Linked DNA regions of Gossypium hirsutum: region 1 is linked to region 2. Evidence: chromatin contacts called from public Hi-C data. All regions are on one chromosome and are shown on one strand. The core of a region is the stretch at or near the end of the contact, and the rest is flanking DNA. Distances in the headings are between cores, read along the strand shown.

Region 1 (4,507 bases), core at 722-3,221, 240 kb before region 2:
TAGATGTGAGCTAGTTCAGAGAAGTAGGAGTGAAGGTCAGGACGAAGGAAGGGAAGGTTTCCCACTAAGGGGAGGCCTAGAGGGCCTGGTGGGGGTGGCGGCTTCCCCTCCTTGGATTTAAGGTACATCCATGTTAACCACAAAATTGAAGAGGCAATAACAAATGTGAAAAGGAGAGCCATGAAATGAAAAAGGGAGCTAACTAGTTAACGAATAACAATCTAGGTGGGCAGATGGAGGCATATATCAAGAAATACGTCACAAAAGACCAAGAATGAGCTGTTTGTGATTTGTGGAATATGGCAACAAGGGATCTTTTGCTTTCATCCTTACTAACTAATAAAATAATATCACACCATTAGTTTTTAATAAAATACAAATATTATTTTACAATATCATCATCATCTCTATTTAATTTAATTTAATTAAAAGTTTGGGAAAAGAAGCGTTCAAACTATGTGAGAAAAAAACCAAAAAATAAAGTAATTTTAAAAATACTTCAATCTAGGGCGAGGTTCGAAATTGTTTTTAGGTAGAATTAAATTTTACAAGAGTAAAAATATATTTTTATTATTTTTAAAATATTAAATTAAATTTTTATCATCAATTACTAATTTAAAATTTTATAAATTATAAAACAACAAAATAGAAAAACTGAAACAAACCATTAAAAATCTAGAAAATATTAAAAAAGCTGAAAAAAATCATAAGCAAAAAATGAAAATAGAAAAACTGAAACCAACCATTAAAAATCTAGAAAAAATATTAGTAAAAAATCGAAATTTGAGATATTATAAACACCACTAGAGGTGTCATCAAATTTTGGAATTTGATTAAAAATTAAAAGAAAATGAGAAATGAGAAATAATTACCTGCCTCGAAACTAAAAGAATTAAAAAAAATTGACAACATAAAACTAAAAGACTAAAAGACGATTTAGAAGCAAAGAAATATAAGATGATTAAAAAAATTAAAATTAATTTTAAAATCTAATATAATTTATTCTCTTATATTATCCGTATTTATCTATATTTTATTATATAGCTTTCTTTTTTATTTTTTATAACTTCGTCAACCAGTATTGGTATCAGCATTTATCTCGGGCCCGTTTGAATCCGATACATGGCAACCTGAAGCTGCTAGTCAAACCCTAGCCGCCAGGGTCACCGCTGCCAGCCCCTATAAACTACTACCAACCCTCTGCCATGGCAGCACCAACCTACTATTGCACCGCCCATGGCCACTAACTCCGCAACCCTGGGGTGCACCTAAACCCCAACCACCCCTGACGACACATCCCATCCACCACCGGTTAGAAAACCCCCCTAAATCAAACCCCTAAGCGGTTAACAGCAAGAATTAAAAAAAAAAAGTCCTCCCTCAACCAAATAACAAAAAAAGCCAAAAATATATATAATCGCAACAACACAAAAAACTCAGATTCAAGTTTAAAAGAAAATGAAGGGTTCAGAGCTTTCTTTCAAAAATCCAAACGGTGAAAAGCGATTGAGTAGGACGAGGAACAACATACTCTAAAATCAGCCTAATCGGATGGCTAGAAGTGGAGATTGGAGAAGGTATACTTCAAGCATAAAACTTAGATCAACAATTTTTGGGACTAATTTTCGAAAAAGTAAGCCTAGAATCGAGATGGGGAGTTTGGGAGGAATGCCGCAGAGTGTTTATTTAGGCCGGTTGGAACTCCGGTGCTGCGGAGCACGGCGACGCCGAGTCTTTTCCCATTGGCGGCGGTGAGAGCAAAGAGAGGAAGAGAATTCCTTTTACGTTTAAAACTTGAAAGTCTAACAGCACGTTTGGTTCGCTGTATTGAAATAGAGGCGTACTGGAATAAAGGCGTAATAGCAAATTAATTGTTTGACTGAATGTAATGGAATAGAGGCGTAATAGTAATATTGTGTTTGGTTGAATGGAATGAAGGTGTAATAGCATAATGGAAAAAACTAAAATGACTAAAATACCCTTAGCATAAATTTATTTAGGCAAATGATTATTGTTATTGTTATTAAATTTTAATAAGATTATTAATATAAATAATAAATAATTTAATCATATTTTAACATAATTATTATTAAATATAATTTAATAAAAATATATAATTTAATAAAATATATGAATTTACTAAAATTATAATATATAATATTATAAAATATGATTTAAAATAATTATTATTAAATATAATTTAACAAAAATATATAATTTAATAAAATTTTTAGTATTAAATATTCTTATATGAATTTACTAAAATCATAATATATAATACTATAAAATATAATTTAAAATAATTATTATTAAATATAATTTAAAAAAATATATAATTTAATAAAATTCTTATGATTGTATCAACAAACTTCATCAATTTCTTCTATCAAATATTAAAATATTTGAACTTGACTTTGAATAATAATTTTATGATTGTTACTTTACCATCAGCAACCCAAGTTAAATTTACTTAACAACATAATGAATTAGGGTTTTTCTTCATATTCCCAATTATGTATTCCATTTCCGATCGTAAAGCACCTTTCAACTCATATCATCAGTGATTTTCTGTCTATTGACAAATTAGGATTCTATTGTTTGTGCATCAACAATTTCGAATTCTAAAATTTAGAGCGTAAATTTTATTTTCTCAATTTCATTTTTGTTTCTAGATTTGACTTGCAGCAATTTTGGTCTTCAATGTTGTTTTCTTCGTTCATTTTAACTTTTTTTTGGCTATATTTTGTTGTAGAAAGATGGCTTTTTTATGATTAAACTTTTAGACATGTTTATTTTCAATTTTTTCCACGAGCACTTAGATAAGAAAAATATTAAAACTATTCAAAAGTTACTTGTTTGCTTCAAAACGAATTATATAAGGACTAAATTGCTCATTTTTATATTAGAGGACCCAATTTGCTTTTGAATTTCTAATAGTTTAACCAACAAAAGTTTTACATGACCTAACAAAAAACCTCTCCAACTAAATTGCACGCATAACTTGTTTAGCAAGCTTCATTATATTGTGATACAAGAAAACTGATTTGAGGCAGTACATGAACTGTCCTCTTTCTCCTCCAGCGTTCGGCACAACTCATCTGCTTCTTCCCTGCATTAGTAAACTGATCACTTAATTTGCTTATATAAAATTCAACATGCAAATACTATCAACATGCTAAAGAGTAAAGACTTCAAAACACGGGGCATATACCATATACACACTTCTAGACATGTTCATTAGTGGTTTAACACTACTTTCTTTGTTTTTGAACTTTTTGCAGTTCTTTATGGAACACATACTTTCTTTGTCAATGAGAAAGTTATTTAGAACGAACAGAATCGCGATCACAATAAACAAATTTAGATCTGATTTTTAAGAATAAAGAACTGGAATCAGAAAACCATAGAGACAGAGGACAAGGGGTTCGAAAGCAAAAGGGTTTTGCCAATCACCACCAAGCCCTCAATGGCTTAGTACCTCAATGTGCCGAACGCTCGATGTTTCTGCAATGCTGGCCAACTGCATAGCGCTTGACTACAAAATACGGTTAAAGATGTCGGGCACCTACATAAATATACGGCATTTAGTAAAAATATCAGTGTTTACCGAACAAAAGAAGAAAGGGCCCTTAAATATAAATGAGGTGCTTATACTTTTTGTTTGCCATCTCTTAACTTTCTCTGTATTAATGAAGGGCTTTTCCCATCTGAAAACATAACATCTTCGAGGTCCTCCAAATACCCTCTAAGCTCGGATGTAGGAATTGTAAAGGAAGAGTTTTGCCTAACACATTAAATCTTGACCACCGATAGCCATGCCGACTATTATGTGTGTTCCATATGTCTGTATGAACCTACCAAAACACAAATTATTAGATATATACTGCATATTATACTACAACTATTGACAACAACAACAGCAGCAGCAATTTTATAACTTTACGATGGACTAGTGTAACTTATCCTTGTCTCAAAATTTTCCAATTAGGCAATAGAAGCACAATTATGTAACAGTTTATATGCCGAAAGTTCAATCTAATGATCAATAAACAGAATTCTACTTCTTTGAGAGAAAATGTTTAGAAATTAGCTAAAATTGCATAAGAAAGTTGAAAACACATATTGCAGCTCCTTCATCATCCCACATATAATTAGTTACACTATATTTTTATAGCATACGGCCACATGATCGACCTAACCAGTTGAGAACCACTTTAATTCAGCATAACAATAATATATTTTCTTTAACATAGGCAAGCGTTTATAAAGTAGGGTCACCAGTACTATTAATATATATATAAACCTAGCATTCAATTATCGCTTATAACAGCATCGGAAATCCTATCACCAAAGGACATTTTCTAACATATGATCAAATGCTGTATCTCCTAGGGGTAAAATTGTTGCTTCCAAAGCATTTTCAAGTCTGAGAAACAACATATTGCACTCTTATGATGATAAATTAGCAGTAAGAAATTCCCGGAAATACTATTTCTTTGCTAAAGTA
Region 2 (4,558 bases), core at 413-2,912:
CTAAAAATTATAAGAAAAAGGCGGCTGGGAATTTACATCATCCTGTCCACCTCAAGAAAGGTGGGCATCCATCACCAACCACCATCAAGCCAAGTAGGATCCAAGCACATGGCCACAACAAGAATGTGTGTGGGCAAAAGAGAGTGAGAGGGAGCAATCAATGGCTCCTCCCACTAACAAGGGGTGGTAGTCAAACGAGAAATGAAATTTAAAGGGAAAAAAAGAGTCACTTCCATCCCAAACTCCGTGAAACGGCATTAAAAAAGATAACCAGAAACTTATGCAATTTGAAGGGGCATATCCCTTTTACCCCTGTTTCTACAGAAGCTTACTTTCTCATAACCATGGACCCCACCCTCTTTGATGCTAATCAAACAGCCATAAAAAACAGTTCTTGAAAAGCTATGAATCAAATCTCTGGCACATCAAAAACCATAATAGTTTCAGGGAAAAAAAAAGGACCTTCCATTTTTATAAAAAGGTTTTCTCCCCTTATCTTAACTTTGGTTTTTACCTGTAACAACTGAAATGTTCTTCCCTTTGTATCTCTCAACGAACAAATCCACTGTATCCTTGAATGCTTTAGGATCCAGTAAAAGAGTAGTTATGTCTTGAAACATAATACCTGCCATTTCCACCATACATGATACCAAATTCACAATCTAACGTCAACAAAAAACATGGAACTGGTTTAGATAAATCATGCAATTTTCTTTCAAATGACAAGGTCCCAACTTGAATTGGGCAGAAAAGCCGTATCAATCAATAAAAGTTCAGTCTTTATGGTCGTTTATATTATTCCAAAGGCTGTAAAAATCTGGGTTTTAAATCATAATCCATTTTACAAAACTTTCAAGGCAACAAAAACGAAAACCGGAGTACATGACAGAACAAATGACAGAACAAAGAGATTAAGGGTGAGTTTGGATTTACGTGCGTTTACACTTAATAAAAATAGTGATAAAAGTTTACACTTAATAAAAATAGTGATAAAAGTAAGATTAGATACTGACATAAAAATTAAGCTAAACGCACTGTAATGTATCAACCGCCCATCCAAATCCAGTCTTAGAAACCTTTTTCTTTTCTTTTTTAATCTTGCAAAACTTAAAAAAAAAAAAGAAAGAAGGAACAGAGGAACCTGGTTTTGGGAAATTGGGGACAACACGAATCTTGGATTGGATGCCATGAATACGGGGATCTTTGTCTCTGTAAGCCGACATTGTCTATTGTTTTTTATGCTATCTATCTGTCTATAAATATTATCTATTTCCCCGTCTTTTTAATCTTATTTCTTCTCTCTATGACTCGCACCATGTAAGCAAAGAAGAAAGAAACAACAACACTCAACAAGGAAGACAACCAAAACGGCCAACACTTCCTTTCCTCTTGTCTCCCCTCTCTCCCAATGTTCTTCCTTTGATACTCCTCACACCCTTTAAATGAAGCAAGATTAAAAAAAAAGAAAAAGTGGGTATTTATAAGAAGAGGAGATTTAAATTGTCTGTTAGAGAGAGAGAGAGAGAGAGAGAGAGAGGGAGCTCTCTGCACAAGAAATATATAGAGGGAGAGGGAAGAAATCTTTGCTGGATGTAAGTAAGAGAGAAGCGGGTGTGTGTAAAAAAGGGTTAAAAACAAAAAGTTGTATCACGAGGCCGCCCCTGCTTTTTTCTCATTTCCTTGTAAAATAAAATTATAATAAAATTTAGATTTTTTTTGTCAAATATATATATAAGCTTTGCAATAATTTAAACAATATTTTAAAAAAAGTATAATAAAAATTTGAAAAAAATAATTTAGTAATGAAAAATAAAAAGAATATAAAAATTTATGTATTAAAAGTTTTTAAAATTTTAAAAATATTTTCTCAAAAAATAAAAAATATATATAGTTTTAAATTTTTAAAATAATTTTCTAATATAAAACTTGAAAATACTATTAAGTCAGCATCAGTCAAAGTCAAAGAATGCCACATGGAACCTTCTAATTGGTCACATTTCATCTAATTTTTTTAAACAATAATGGGTTTTTTTAATAGTAATGAAATGAATCGATTAATAAAATGTAACTTTAGGTATTAATTTGATTCAAAAAAAAAGTCTAGGTACCAAAATAAGAAAAATTGTATATTTTAAGGAAAAAACTTCATGTGCCGAATTTAACTTTTATGAATGATGTTAATTCTAGATGTTATAATAATACATGAATTGATAGTTTAGATATCGCATCAGACAAGTTTAATTATTTCGGTAGCAATTTAGACATTGACATTATCCCAAAAATTGTTACATAATCTTATGTGCCAATATTTTATTTTCATTTGGTTAAATTTAACCCAATGATGTAATACGTTCTTTTCTTTTGAACTTTCCTCTCTTTTCATTTACCTTATTTGTCTTTCTTTTCTTTAGCTATTGTTAATCCAAACATAGGAGGAATACAATACCTTATTTTTTTTAGTGCATCAAAGAAATAAAATATATTCCGCTTCCGATCATATTATTTAGAAAAATAAAATATATTTTTTAAAAAAAAATAAGAGAAGAAAAAGCCTTACCCTATAAAGTTGCAATCCAATATTAATAAAAGTTGTATAAATATTGGGAGCAGAAATTAAGCCAAGACTCGCTCACTTTCCGCATTCCCACCTTGGAAATTAGCTTAGTTTCTTACCAAATCTAATAACAACTGTAATCTAAGGTCGTTGTTGGTATTAATTTAAATTCCAAAAAGCTACCCATCCATCAATGAAATTCAATATAGGAGTTGGGACAAAGTGAGATAAAGACTGATAACTACCTATAAATCTTGAAGATGCATAGAATTAATTGACCCAGAGAAATTAGATGATAATAATAAAAATAAATTTGGGGTCTTGGGCATAACCAAAATTTCAACATCAGCTTACAAAATGTGCAGTTGATTTTGTGCTGTGTTTGAGACAAAAGTCTTTCACTTTTTCTCTATCACCTACGCTTCTTAACTCCATGTTGCTTTCCTATATGCCTTAGTGTCGTCTTATTTGTGCAAACTTTAGATTTTTGCAAAAGAAACAATAATAATTGGTGAAAATGAATTTTGACTCAATGACCAAGTTATTAGCTTTTTAAATAAAATATTCTACTTCTTACTTCTTAAATATGGGTAACACATGAAAACTCAAATTTAGCTAATCTACTAAATAACCCTACCATTTTTACACTTTATTTCAACAACCCTACCATTCACTTACTCATTTTAAACACTTATATCCACTAAAAATTTTCAACTAATAACAGACCGCCACATCATATAAACTTTAAAATATAATTTATGATTCTTTTATTTTCTTTTACATCATTTCTCTCTCTTATTTTTTTCTATACTTGAAATTGAGGTCAAGGACACGGACGCTTAATTCTGTTTTCAAACTTCGCCGCCTACTTACTTGACCTAATGGAATTGAAAAAATCCTCTCATCGATCAAAACTAGTGTTCTCAGAATCAGACTAAACTAGACGGTTGGACTGAAAAATCAATCTAGAGATAAGAGTTGAACCAAGCTAAAAATTAGTTGAAACAGTTGAACTAGTTTTCTCTATTTTTAAATATTTATATAATGAAAATCATACTTTGTCATTCTTATTTCAATGTGATTGTGTCTTTTTAATAGATTTAACGGTTTGACTAACGATTGAACTAATAAAAATGCCAATTTGAGACAAAACAAGTTTAGATACCACTTATAAACACAACAAAAAATAATCATTCACAATGTCCATAAATTTAATTGATTAAGACAATTTTCAGATCTTATTATATACAACACTACAATTAATTTTTTTTCCCAAAATTTGATAACAATTGTACGCTTCATGCTTTTATTTATCAACAACTAAACTCCATCAACCATCTATTCACGACGTCACCTTCCGAGAGTTCAAAACCTTCGCCCAATCCTCTTGAACAGCCTGATTACCATTCATCAACATGTCCTTGAAAGAAGGCCACGTGCCATGTCACCCTTGTCCGATGGTTCATCCTCGCGCCTCTTCACCTTCTTCGATGTTCTACTAGCAGTACTGCTCATGAAATTGTTGTAAATTCATACTTAATTAACGTCCAAATTTGTGATATATGATATATATCATCTTCTTCGTGTCACAATTATTATGTTTTCCTTCTTTAGTGTGTTAAATTTCTAGGAAAATGTGAACAAAGGTTGAGGGTATTTTATAGCTAATGGACCCTATTAGCTATAGAAGGCAAAGAAGTATCGAAAAATGCATGCAAGGAGGAGTTTGTCAAAGGAGAAATTATAAGTCTAAAGATTAGCTATTTAGGTGATTACATAATTGATATTTGCTTTTCATTGTCTTTGACATCAAAATCTTCAGAATTAATTATTTTTTCAGGAGGTTAGATCTTGCAGGATCCTGTGTGCTTTTTACGGTAAGGTTTTTGAAAAAGGCAATAAATTTAAACGTACATACTCCAAACTTTGTTATATAAATGGATTGACATTTTTGGCAAATTATTTCAATTCACTTCGTGTCAGGTCCATTATATATGATTTTGA

What was found. Hi-C and Micro-C count contacts between places; a contact is called where the count stands out from the background.
Region 1: a Hi-C map of leaf shows a contact between it and region 2, with 1.8 times the contacts expected there. The contact joins the promoter of LOC107946951 here to the promoter of LOC107946935 in region 2. A contact is called at or near these places in 2 of 34 Hi-C or Micro-C datasets (callus and leaf).

The regions. Positions count from the first base shown.
Region 1 is chrD12:58,033,229-58,037,735 of Gossypium_hirsutum_v2.1, reverse strand. LOC107946951 (flavonoid 3'-monooxygenase CYP75B137) reads right to left here and starts at 1,971. Exons shown (of 2, transcript XM_016881459.2): 1 at 1-1,971. The coding sequence starts at 182. LOC107946949 (a long non-coding RNA gene) reads right to left here. Exons shown (of 5, transcript XR_005921939.1): 3 at 3,655-3,854; 4 at 3,479-3,565; 5 at 2,877-3,109.
Region 2 is chrD12:57,791,503-57,796,060 of Gossypium_hirsutum_v2.1, reverse strand. LOC107946935 (adenine phosphoribosyltransferase 4) reads right to left here and starts at 1,662. Exons shown (of 6, transcript XM_016881445.2): 1 at 1,142-1,662; 2 at 515-625. The coding sequence starts at 1,223.